Regions from separate parts of the Mus musculus genome. Here region 2 is linked to region 1. Evidence: chromatin contacts called from public HiChIP or PLAC-seq data. All regions are on one chromosome and are shown on one strand. Each heading gives the region's core, a stretch centred on a gene start, on an enhancer-like site or on the middle of the called end of the contact. The rest is flanking DNA. Distances are from core to core; before and after follow the strand shown. Region 1 holds the start of Csrnp1 (cysteine-serine-rich nuclear protein 1). Region 2 has its middle 13 kb from the start of Xirp1.

Evidence for each region. HiChIP or PLAC-seq counts read pairs in DNA pulled down with a chosen protein or histone mark.
Region 2: an H3K27ac HiChIP or PLAC-seq map of microglia shows a contact between it and region 1, with 4 times the contacts expected there. The contact joins the enhancer-like site here to the promoter of Csrnp1 in region 1. A contact is called at or near these places in 2 of 39 promoter capture datasets (embryonic stem cells and macrophages), 1 of 15 datasets of contacts at CTCF or cohesin (the G1E-ER4 cell line), 37 of 484 Hi-C or Micro-C datasets (CD4 T cells, CD8 T cells, the HL-1 cell line and 21 more), 13 of 115 datasets of contacts at active chromatin or transcription factors (CD8 T cells, the SCID.adh cell line, Th17 cells and 8 more) and 3 of 9 other capture datasets (adipose tissue, liver and pancreatic islet).

What each region holds. Positions count from the first base shown.
Region 1 is chr9:119,980,990-119,986,170 of GRCm38.p6, reverse strand. It overlaps Csrnp1 (cysteine-serine-rich nuclear protein 1), which reads left to right and starts at 2,392. Exons shown (of 5, transcript NM_001357562.1): 1 at 2,392-2,552. It overlaps Gm33800 (a long non-coding RNA gene), which reads right to left and starts at 2,326. Exons shown (of 4, transcript XR_871355.3): 1 at 1-2,326.
Region 2 is chr9:120,033,255-120,039,040 of GRCm38.p6, reverse strand. No RefSeq gene overlaps it. Among named protein-coding and RNA genes, the nearest start is that of Xirp1, 13 kb to the right of the region's middle. Within about 2 kb of position 1,485, at least 24 of the 459 cell types and tissues checked have an H3K27ac peak or open chromatin away from gene starts, as enhancers often do. A contact at or near this core is called in bone marrow-derived macrophages and microglia, where this site is marked.

The DNA of each region.
Region 1 (5,181 bases), core at 1,143-3,642:
TCTGGTTTCCTGGATACAGAGCCTAGCAGGATGCAAGCCTAGGTAGCTCCAGAGAACCTCATTAACTCCAGAGTCCAGCCCTGCTCAGCTCCCTCATCAGCATCTTGCAGAATCGGAGGCAAAGAATGTTGCAGCTGGATGGGCTCGCTGGTCCAATGCTCCCATTTTATGCATTGGAAGCAGGAGCTGGAAAAACATTGCTGTAGGCCTCATCTGAGCCCTGCTTCTGGGCTGGAGAGGTAGCTCGGTCTATAGAGCGCTTGCCTAACATCCACAAAGTCCTGGGTTCTATCCACAGCACTATATAAAAAAATCTAGCCAGGCGTGGTGGTGCACGCCTTTAATCCCAGCACTCGGGAGGCAGAGGCAGGCGGATTTCTGAGTTCGAGGCCAGCCTGGTCTACAAAGTGAGTTCCAGGACAGCAAGGGGTATACAGAGAAACCCTGTCTCGAAAAACCAAAACCCAAAAAAAAAAAAAAAAATCTATGAAGGCCAGTCTGGGGTACATGAGACCCAGTCTCTAAAACCCCTCTGCTGGTGAAGGAGGAAGAGCGGTGGTGTCAAGATTGTTGGGTCATCAAGAACGGTAAATCTGCAGGCAAAGGAAGCAAGGGCTGAATCTGGTGGTAGGGAAATGTGGGGCCTGGAGGGACAGCCCTGAAATCTATGTCACCTCCATAGACGACGGATGCGCAGTTCGCTGGTGTGTGGTGTTCTGTTGTTGTTGGTTTGGTTTTTTTGTTTGTTTTTGTTTTTTTGAGATACGTAGCCCTGGCTTTCTTGGAAGTCACTATGTAGACCTTGAACTCACAGAGATCCCCCTGCCTCTGCCTCTTGAGTGTTGGGATTAAAAGTGTGCAACACCATGCCAGGTCATGTTTTGTTTTCGAGTTTCTCTGTGTAGCCCTGGCCGTCCTGGAACTTGCTCTGTAGACCAGGCTGCCCGGAACTCAGGTTCCCCAGCCTCTGCCTCCTGAATGCTGGAGTTAAAGGCCTGCACCACCACGGATCTGCCATGTTTTGTTCTCAAAATGGGGTTTAAACTTAGAGCTTTTCACATGCTGAGAAAGTGCCCTACCATTGAGCTACATGCTTCTTCAGCTAGCCCTGTAGACTATTTCCTGAGCAGACTCAGCCACCCGGCAGCTTCTGTGTACCAAAGCTGTGTGTTGAGGATCTCAGACCCCAGATTACCACAGATAAAGGGCAGGCTGACTCCCCCACCCCCACTCTGCTTGTCCTCTGTACACATGTACATCCAGGACTGAAGACTGAAGAAAGGGCCCGTCATCCTCCCCACCCTCGGTGCCATTTAGGCAGGACAGAAGGTCACCTCCCTACTACACCCGGGGGAGGGGAGAATGGAATCCTGAGGGTTGGACTAGCCACTGACAGCATTCATCTAGGACAGTCAGAAGAACCCAGAATGCAGCGGGAGCGGGGCTGGGAGGGGGAGGGTCGAGCTTCCACGAAGGCTTCCAGGAGGAGGAGGCAGTCCTTGCTGAGCCATCCTAGACGTTGTTGGGATTCCCTCAGGTGAGCAGAGTGAGGGTGAAACGTTCCAGGCGGTGCAGTCAGAACGGGAGAGAAAAGCGCTCTAGGTACTGGGTCGAACTGGCCCTGCCGTGGGCTGACGAGGACTCGGGTGGGCTCCTGAGAGAGAAGTTGACTGCTAGAACACACTTTCTTCTGCCTAGTAGTACAGGGAGTTGGCTGCGAGCCTAAGGAAGGTCTTGGCGGGAGCAGAGGAGGCAGCAATCCGCTGTAAGTAGCCAGGGTCCGGCCTAGGAGAAACCAGATTCTTTTTTTTTTTTTTTTTAAGGAGGGATGGGGGTGGGGAAGCTGGTTCCAGCAATCTCTACTTTAGGTATTGTTCGGAGTAAGGGCTCTGGCCCGAGGGCAGAGGTGAAGGCCAGGCCCTAGGATGACCTTTTCTTCTCTCCTCATCCCTGGCTGGTCTCCAGTCTGAGCTAACTTTCTGCGGGATCTGGGAAAAAGAGGTGGGGTGAGGGCCGGGGAAGGGTCCTCAGATTGAATTGATAATAATCTGCCCTGGGCGGGTGGAGGCAGGGGAGGAGCTTCCATCGCTCGCAGCCTCAGTCTACCCAGTCTGCAGCTCGGGACTGCTCGGCGTGGAGAAGCGGGCATCTCTAGGACCCGGCTCTGCACGAAGCTCGGCTCCGCGATCTTAGGAGCCGAGCGCGGAGCAGCGGCGTCGCGGCCCGGTCACAGTCCGCGGGGAGGCTCGAGGCGGGGGAGGGGGCGGTGCCTCCGGGGCGGGGCCGAAGGCTGCGGGCTGCGGGGCGGCCTGGCGGGAGGCCCGGCGTGCGTCAGCGCCGTGAGCCCCGGAGTTTTCCACTGACGAGGAGGGCGGAGCCGCGGGCGGGGCCGGGGCTGAGCCAGTCTCTCCCGCCGCCGCCGGACGCGCAGACCTGGGCCGGCTGCACCGACGGCCGCCCGGCCGAGCGCACTGCGGGTCGCTGTGTGCGCTGCGACCCTGGGGCCGGCACACGAGTGGCTTCGGTGAACTGGGCGAGCCCTGCTAGCTTAGGTGAGTGCCACGGTTCCTGAACGCGGCGGGATGGGAAATGGGGCAGGGGGCGTCTCGGGTGAGTGGCGCTGTCACTCCAGCTCCCCGCTGATCTCCCTTGGGTCCTCCGGAGGGGACGCCGGGATCCGGCCTCCGAGCCCGACTGGAGATCTGGCGCCTGGAGTGAGAGCCCACGGCTGCGAGGTGGCGGGGGGGGGGCAGGCTTCCCCTCCCCCGCCTCGTTGTGGTTACCCCAGATGTCCAGGCGCCCCAAAGCCGGGCGCAGGTGGCAGTGGGACGGGGCGCGCGTGCCCGCGGGTGAGTTTCCTTTTGACCTAGTTGCCTGAGAACTTTTCAGAAGTTACTCGCGTGGCCGGGGCAGGTGACATTGGTCGTCTTCCTCCTCGGGCTCCCTAGGGGGAGGGTGCCCGAGCTGCGGCGTGTGCCGGGCGCCCTCGGCAGGCGGGGGTCAGGGAGGGTTTGGAGGGATGAGTGAGGAATGAGCGAGGCTTGGTGAGTCACGGACCCCGGGAGGGAGGCGGGGGGGAGAAGGATTGTGTCGTATGTTCACCTGTCACCGTCACACTCAGAGGCCACTGCCGTGAGTCACCGGGGCGCAGCTACACCGACCACCCGCGGGCACACGTAGGCTCTCTCCCACGCACCTCTACTCCCTCTTCTGCATGCATTTCCTCTCCTTCCTCAGTTTCCCCTTCCCGGAGGTCCTTTCGCCTTCATGTACTGTAGAAAAGCCTACACCACAGCAACGGCCACACACTTAGTCACTCGGGTTGCCGATACAGTCACTCCCAGATGTAGCCCACCTTCCTGACAACAGAGAATTCCTCCCTCCTCTCTAGCTACCCACCCAACATCTCTGGACCGAAGTCTCAGCCTTCTGCAGAGAGTAAGTCAATACTCTCTGCCCCCAAATCTTTGACAGCCCCGCCCACATCTCCCGAGCTGTCACCAAATCCACCCCCTTTTCTCCTTTGCGCTTGTCCTGTCAGTTCACCTGGCCCTACCCTGTGTCCTACGGGTCACACCCTCTCTGGCTCAGGCGCTGAGCCATCTTTCAACCATGCAAATCTAGAATTGTCAGTCCTTACTTACGCACTTGGGTGGCTTCCTGTGCCCTCGGGCTAACACAGGCCCTCTTAGTTGCATCGCCACCAGAAGGCGCACTGGCTGTCCTTGCTCCAGTCCCTGTACCATGCAGTGTGACCCCCCCCCCCCAATCTGGAACTCTGCCAACATCCCTCCTTCAGAGGAGCCTGCCTCGTCCCCAGTTCTACCCTTCTTGCCTATCCTGTATAACTCCTACTTGAGAGGTGTTAGTTGTAGGTGCTTTACCTGTGTGCCCAATGCCTGTCATAGTGTTTGGCCTTTAGGAAGCTTAGCCAGGATTAGATTGATGAATGAATGAATGAATGTGAAAAACTGGCTTAAGGTGGAGGAAGGGGTGACTGTCAAGTGCAGTTTTCCCTGGGTAGAACTGAGTATTTTATACAGCCAGCAAACATTTGGCATTTACCCAGGGCAGGGCCCTGGAGTCTGAATCGAAGGAACTGTCCCCTCCCCCCATCACTTTCTGAGGCATGGGTGGGGGAGGGGTACGTCAGTGCTTCCTGTCTGCTGTGTCTTGAGCTGCCCAGCACTTTGTCTCCGTGAACTGCTTGTAGGTGATTTTCCGCATCCCAGGAAGCCCTTCAGGAGGGTCTGGGGTCCTGTGACCCTAGGTGTTGGAGGTGGGGGCATGACTGATCAAGACCTGGGGTTCTGAGGTCAAAGGACACATTCTTCAGATTCCTGGAAGGGGGAATCAAGGCCGCCAAGGGGCTGGGGACTGGAGCACACTGGCGGGCTGAGGCTTCCAATAGCTGCCGCTTGTTGCCTGGGTGGAATAGCCTTCGCTGGTTCAGTGTATTAAATAGCTATGGTCACTAGACTGGGGTGACATTCCGTTCTCTGGGCTGTCAGCGCCTGTGTGTGGTGGCAGGAAGGGGGCGGCCCCAGATTCTGCTACCATCCCGGAAGGAGCCCGGTTCTCTTTGATTCCGGGGCCTGCCTCTGGGGCTCCTCAGGGGGTGTGGTGTTTCTGTCTGAGCCAGCTCCTGGGAATGGCTTTTCCTTCCTCCAGGACCCTAGGACAGGACTGTGTTCACCCTGGGAACAGGATCTTGAGTCCTGAGTAGCTGCTGCAGCCCTACCCCCACCCCCTGACTCACTGTCTGGCACTTTTCTTGGGCTCTTCAGCTATCTTTCATTCCGTTTTCTGACTTGGCCTCCTCTGCTGCACAGTCTTTCTGTCTCTGCCTTCTTTCAGCCTCTGGATCCCAGGTGGCACTCCTCCCTCCCTTCTTCCCTCCCTTCCTCCCTCTCTCTCCTCAGACCCAGCCAGGGCTCCAGCACTCACGCCTCAAACAGCCTGGCCTTTCCAGAACTCTGCCTGAAGCTTTGAATGTTAACGCTCTTCAGCCTTAGTTCTTATCTTGGGTACACTCAGCTGTGGATCTCTATCCAGTCCACACCTACCTCTCTGACATCTGTTTACTCTTAGGGACCCGGAGCCTCTGAGATGCCACCTCACACTTGCACTCGAGTGAGCCTGTCCCTGTCTCCTTCCCCTTCCCCCCCTACCCCGTCCTCA
Region 2 (5,786 bases), core at 236-2,735, 54 kb before region 1:
TCCCAGGAAAGGGACACAGTAGCCAGACAGAAAGCTTTTAGAGCCATAAGAAGTGGTTTCTACTACTTCTAGCCAAGGAGGACCCATCGAAGACCTAGTGGGAGCCGCAGCCACACATTCACACAATTGTAAAAGAAGATTCTGGCCCCAGGAATCACTAAACCCAAGAGAGAGCCTGGACTTCCACCCTCTCCTGCAGCAGCAGCAGTGAGCAGCAGCCCTCTCTTCTGGGCTGCTGTCAACAGATGATAGCTGAAACAGAAGATCCAGGTAAGATCAGAGGCTCACACCAAAGATCCCCACATCCAAGTGCTAACAGAAGGTCACCTACCCAGACAAAAGCCTACAAGGTCTGAAGGTCAGAGACTGTGGCCAGATTACAGCTCTGAGCTGTTTGGATGATCTGACAAGCACTGGGTTTTGTTTTTAAGATTTATTTTGTAGTCCAAGCATAGTGGCATATACATTTAATCCCAGAACATGGGAGGTAGAGGCAGGTGAGTCTCTACGAGTTCAAGTCCAGCCTGATTCACATACCAAGTTTCAGGGCAGCCAGAGCTACATAATGAGGCCTGTCTGAAAACAACAAAAAGACAGGATTTATTTTGTTCTTTATCTCTGTGTGGGTGTGTGTTCTGTGTCTCTCCCTAACTAACTCCCCACCTTTCTGTCCCCTGTCTCTGTCTCCTGTGCTCTCCCCCCTTCCCTCCCTCTCTGAGCAGGGGAGAAACGTTGTCTTTTTATGTAGGTCAAGCTGTCCCGAACCTCTCTGCCCTGGCCAGTTCTGTGTCAACGACACAAGCTAGAGTCACCTGAGAGGAGAGAGACTCAACTGAGACAATGCCTCCATAAGACTGGGCTGTAGGCAAGCCTGCAAGCATATTCTTAATTAGTGACTTATGGGGGAGGATCTGGCCACTTTGGGTGGGGCCATCCTCGGGCTGATGGCCCTGGGCTCTATAAGAAAGCAGGCTGAGCAAGCCATGGGGAACAAGCCAGTAAGCAGGACCCCTCCATGGCCTCTGCATCAGCTCCTGCCTCCAGGCTCCTGCCCTGCTTCAGTTCCTGCCCTCACTGCTTTTGACAATGAACTGCTCTATGGAACTGTGAGTGAAGCAAACCCCCCTTTCCTCCCCTAGTTGCTTTTGGTGTTGGTGTTTCATCGCAGCAATAGTAACCCTAACTAAGTCACTCTCCATCCCTGGGCCTCTTGCCTCTGCCTCTCAAGCACTGGGTTGAATAGAGACACACTAGACACACTCGTACCCAGTGTTACTGGCCATCTTAGAGGTTTATTTTTAAGCCTTGCTGTTTCTTAAGCTCCCACTGTGGTAAAATTCTTAGCAAGCAGTTCTCCATGAAGGAAGCAGACAGAAGCCTGGGAGCTAGAAAAATAGGAACCCCACATGCCCTGTGTCTGCAAGTACAGAACTAGCCAGACAGACTGACCTATTTTTGTGAGGGGAATCGGGAAGTATCCATTGCTAAGACTCAGCAATGCTGCAACTCTCAGCAACCAGCTGAAGATCAGCAGCCGAGAGGCCCTGCACCTAAGCAAGGGCTCCTGGGCTTTGCACGCGGGGCGACTCTAGATTCTTCAGGCTGCCGGGAAAACAGGAATCCAGACTTCCCCAGGACCTTGTTTCTCCCTGAGGCAGCCATATGGGAAAACTCCTCATAGGACCTCCTCATCCAGCACCTACAATGTAATGACCTCTTTCTCCCCCCTAGTGAGAAGGAACCTTGAGCTTTCTCTGGGCTGGACCATGGAATGGCGGAGGGCATCTTTGTGACCCAAGAGTTTCTTGAAGGTGCTTATCGTTACTGTCTTTATTGTCTCACCCTACTGACAACCCAGGGTCTAGCCCCAGCTCAGCCACTCACGAGCCCTGCAGACAGACAAAAGTCCTTTGGCCTCTCTGGGCCTCTGTTTATTCATGGAGGAAATCAAGTCCTGCCTGGCTATGGAGGTGTATGCCTATCCCAGCCCCCCACCACCACCACCAAGCAATTGGGAGTCAGAGGCAGGGTACGAATGTGAGTTCCAGGCCAGCCTGGGCTACATAGTAAAATCCTGATTCAAAAAAAAAAAAAAAAAAAAAGGAAAAAATGAGATTTTTTTTTTCTGGCAAAAAGCATTCATCCCTCATTTCAAAGCTTCTTATCTGTGTACTGCTCATCTCAGGCAGACTTTCTGGGTCTCTGCTTCAAGAGTGAGACCCAGTGGCTGAGTGGTACCTTAGTGCAAATGGACTGTTGTCATCCAAGTGTGTTCATCACTGGAAATAAGCTGAAAAGAAGCAACTACACAGATAGAACTGTTCTTTCAAACAAAACTGAAGGAAGGAAGGAAGGAAGGAAGGAAGGAAGGAAGGAAGGAAGGAAGGAAGGAAAACAGAAGGAAGAGAATGAGCCAAATATAGCATCATACATCTGTGTGGGCTACATAGTAGGTTCCAGGCCAACTGAGGCCACATAGTGAGACCCTACCTAAAGTGAGAGGAGATGGGGAGAAAGGAGAAAGGAAGAAAGAGCGGGAGAAGAAAGAGGAAGGAAGGAAGGAAGGAAGGAAGGAAGGAAGGAAGGAAGGAAGGAAGGAAAGAAATATGGTAAATTGGATCAATGTTCCCCACAAAAACCCATGAACCAAACATTCACAAAACCCTTGCCAAACAGCCCCACTTCTTCGATCCATTACGAGCCACTCTGGGCCCATCCATGGCTTAGCAGACTCAGGATCTTACCTCCAAGCCTGACAACCTGAGTCCAGTCCCTGGAACCCACATGGTGGAAGGGAGAAACGACTCCTAAAAGGCAGAAGATGCACTCAGCATCCTTCATGTGACAGACACCTTCATCAAGAAACTGTGCCACGGGCTGAAGAGATGGCTCAGTGGTTAGGAACACTGCCTACTCCTACAGAAGACCTGAGTCCAATTCCCAACACCCACACAGCAGCTCACAACTGTCTGTAAGTCCAGTTCCACGGGAGCCGTGTCCTCTCTGACTTCCGTGGTCACCAGACATGCACATCCTGCAATACATATATGCAGGTGAAACCCTTGTACACATAAAATTATAAAACAATTTTTAAAATAAAGAAAAGAAACTGTGCCACACCCTCTGAACTCACTCCACCCCAGAAAGGTTCTCTGTACCTTTACTGCCTTCCTTGGCTAGAAGTAATATGACCAGAACTATCATCCAGACCCAGGATGATCCAGTCTGTAGTCAGAGACAAGAAGATGACTCCTGTCACTGTTTGGACCTTGCAAAGGCACCACAGCTGACAGTGATGGACAGAGAATCTTGTTAATTAAGGAGGAGTCTGGGTTCTGTGTCCCACAAAAAGTGAACAATTACTTGAAAGGCTCTTGAAAGGCTGGAGAGTGTCCTCAGTTCCTGGCTTGGACTGTCCTTGCATGTTTGACTTATGTCCTTGACCAGACGACAACCAATAAAAGTATAACTAACACACGCAAAAATGACCCAATTTAACAAAAACAATCCAAATGGATGATGCTGGGATTCTAGACATGCACCTCCATCCAGGGTGTCTAAGGAGCTGGGGATTGAGCTCAGGGCTTCCTGAATGCTAGGTAAGCACCCACCAACCGAGCCACACTCCCACGTCTATTTCCTGTAATTCTTTCTGTGGGTACTTGCTCTTGTTTTACAAACACACTACGATCTCCTCACCCCAAGTCCCCACAACATGATTGTGACTCTTCTTTTGGTTCTGGGTGCTGCCAGTTGAACATTCACAGATATCTCAATGTCAAGTCGACTCAAACTGAACCCCCCTACTTGTGCCTGTGAGCCTGTAGGTCCTATAGTCTGACAGCATCCACTTCTTTCTGAGTGGGACAGGAGGCCACTGAAGGGCTCTGAGTAAGAAGGAATATGAAGAATTTGCTTGAGAAAGGATGTTGAGAATAGCTGACAGGGAGCCATTAGGAAAAACAAAGTCCCAGAGAAAAAAGATGGCAGCCATCCTGGTTGCTAAGGGTTTCTAAGTGGACTTTTGGTGCCCAAAGCAGGAGAACATCCTTGAACACACACCGTCTAGCAGCAGCCTCTCAAACAGCTGGGATTACAGATGTGCACCACCACACACAGCCTGGTTGTTCTGTTAGGAGCATGTTTGTTTGCAGATGTGAGTAGAGGGACACAAATTATGCCTCAGGATCCATGGCCTTCAAGAGAGGGGAGATGGACCTAAGGCAGAGCAGATGGAGTAGGCCATAGCTAAGCTAAAAGAAGAGCTGATTGCTCTGTGGCAGTGGGTCTGGGTACCAGATAGGAGTGGAAACTCATGAAGCTCTTCTGGAAGTACCGATGGCAAAGATGGCCTGAGGTGAGGTGGGGGAGGTTCACTGGAGATCCGAAAACGGGTGAGAAGTGAAACAAACGGAATGGCACGTTATTGAACAGCAGCCAGAACAAAGGAGGCTAACTGCTGACCAGCCATCCGGCCCCACGGAGGTCTCAGAGGCCTCGGATTAGGAGAGGCACTAGTCAGCACTTCCAGATTCTCAGTTCCCTGAATGCAGTTCTGCCCACCTTGGTCCTTCTCTGTTTTGCTGTTGATTTGGCAGAAATATCTGGGTGATCCACAGTAGCCACTCTTGCTTAAGTGAAGGGCTGTGCTCATTCCAAGACACAGTATCCAACTGGATTGCCCCATCCCTTGCCCAAGGGGGAAAAAAAGACGTGGGGAGATGCCTACCTCTGGGAGCTTTGTGGTCAAGTCTCAGGACACCCAAAATGAGGAGGCAATCTCTAAAGCTTCTAGCAGCGTATATTGAAATTCAAAGGTGACAAAGTTGTTTCAAGCAAAGAGAAGAATTAAATGCTACCAGCAACCTTTGGGCCAGAAAAGGGAATGTTCAGGGCTGGAGAGATGGCTCAGCGGTTAAGAGCACTGACTGCTCTTCCAGAGGTCCTGAGTTCAATTCCCAGCTCATACATGGTGGCTCACAACCATCTGTAATGGGGTCTGATGCCCTCTGAAGACAGCTACAGTATAATCATATTAAATAAATAAATAAATAAATAGATAAATAAATAAATAAATGGAACCATTCAATGCCCTCTGAAGACAGCTACAGTATAATCATATTAAATAAATAAATAAATAAATAAATAAATAAATAAATAAATGGAACCATTCAAAGCTCCAGAATATGGAGCCAGTTTAGTCACCAGCACAGCATTGGCGGTATTTAATAAACATCTTTGTGCGTGAACACACCCTCCCAAGTATGGTAGTCAGCTTTAATTGTCAACTTGCTACAAGCTACGATTTCTTGAGAGTCTCAAAGAGGGGTTGTCTACAGTAGGCTAGCCTGTGGGCGTGTCTTCAGGAGACTGTCTTAATTAAGTTCATTGATATGAGAAGACCCAGCCCACAGTGGGTGGCACCATCCCCTGCAAAGGAGATGTTAGACTATAGAAGCCTGAAGAAACGAAGCTGAGCACAAGCAAATGAGCGACAGAGCAGCACGCCCAGATCCACTTTTCTCTGCTCTTGACTATGGCTACATCGTAACTACATGTTTGGAGTTCCTGCCTTGATTTCCCCTCAGTGATGGATTGTAACCTGGAGTTGTGAGCTAAAATAAGCACTTTTCTTCCCTAAGTTGTTGTTGGGTTTTGTTTATCTGTTTTGTTTAGGATATTTTATCACAGCAACGGGGACAAAATCAGGCCAAGTGTGCATGATGTTTTGCAACAAATTAAAAGAAATGAAAAAAGACATGAAGATTACACAGAGCCTCCAGCAC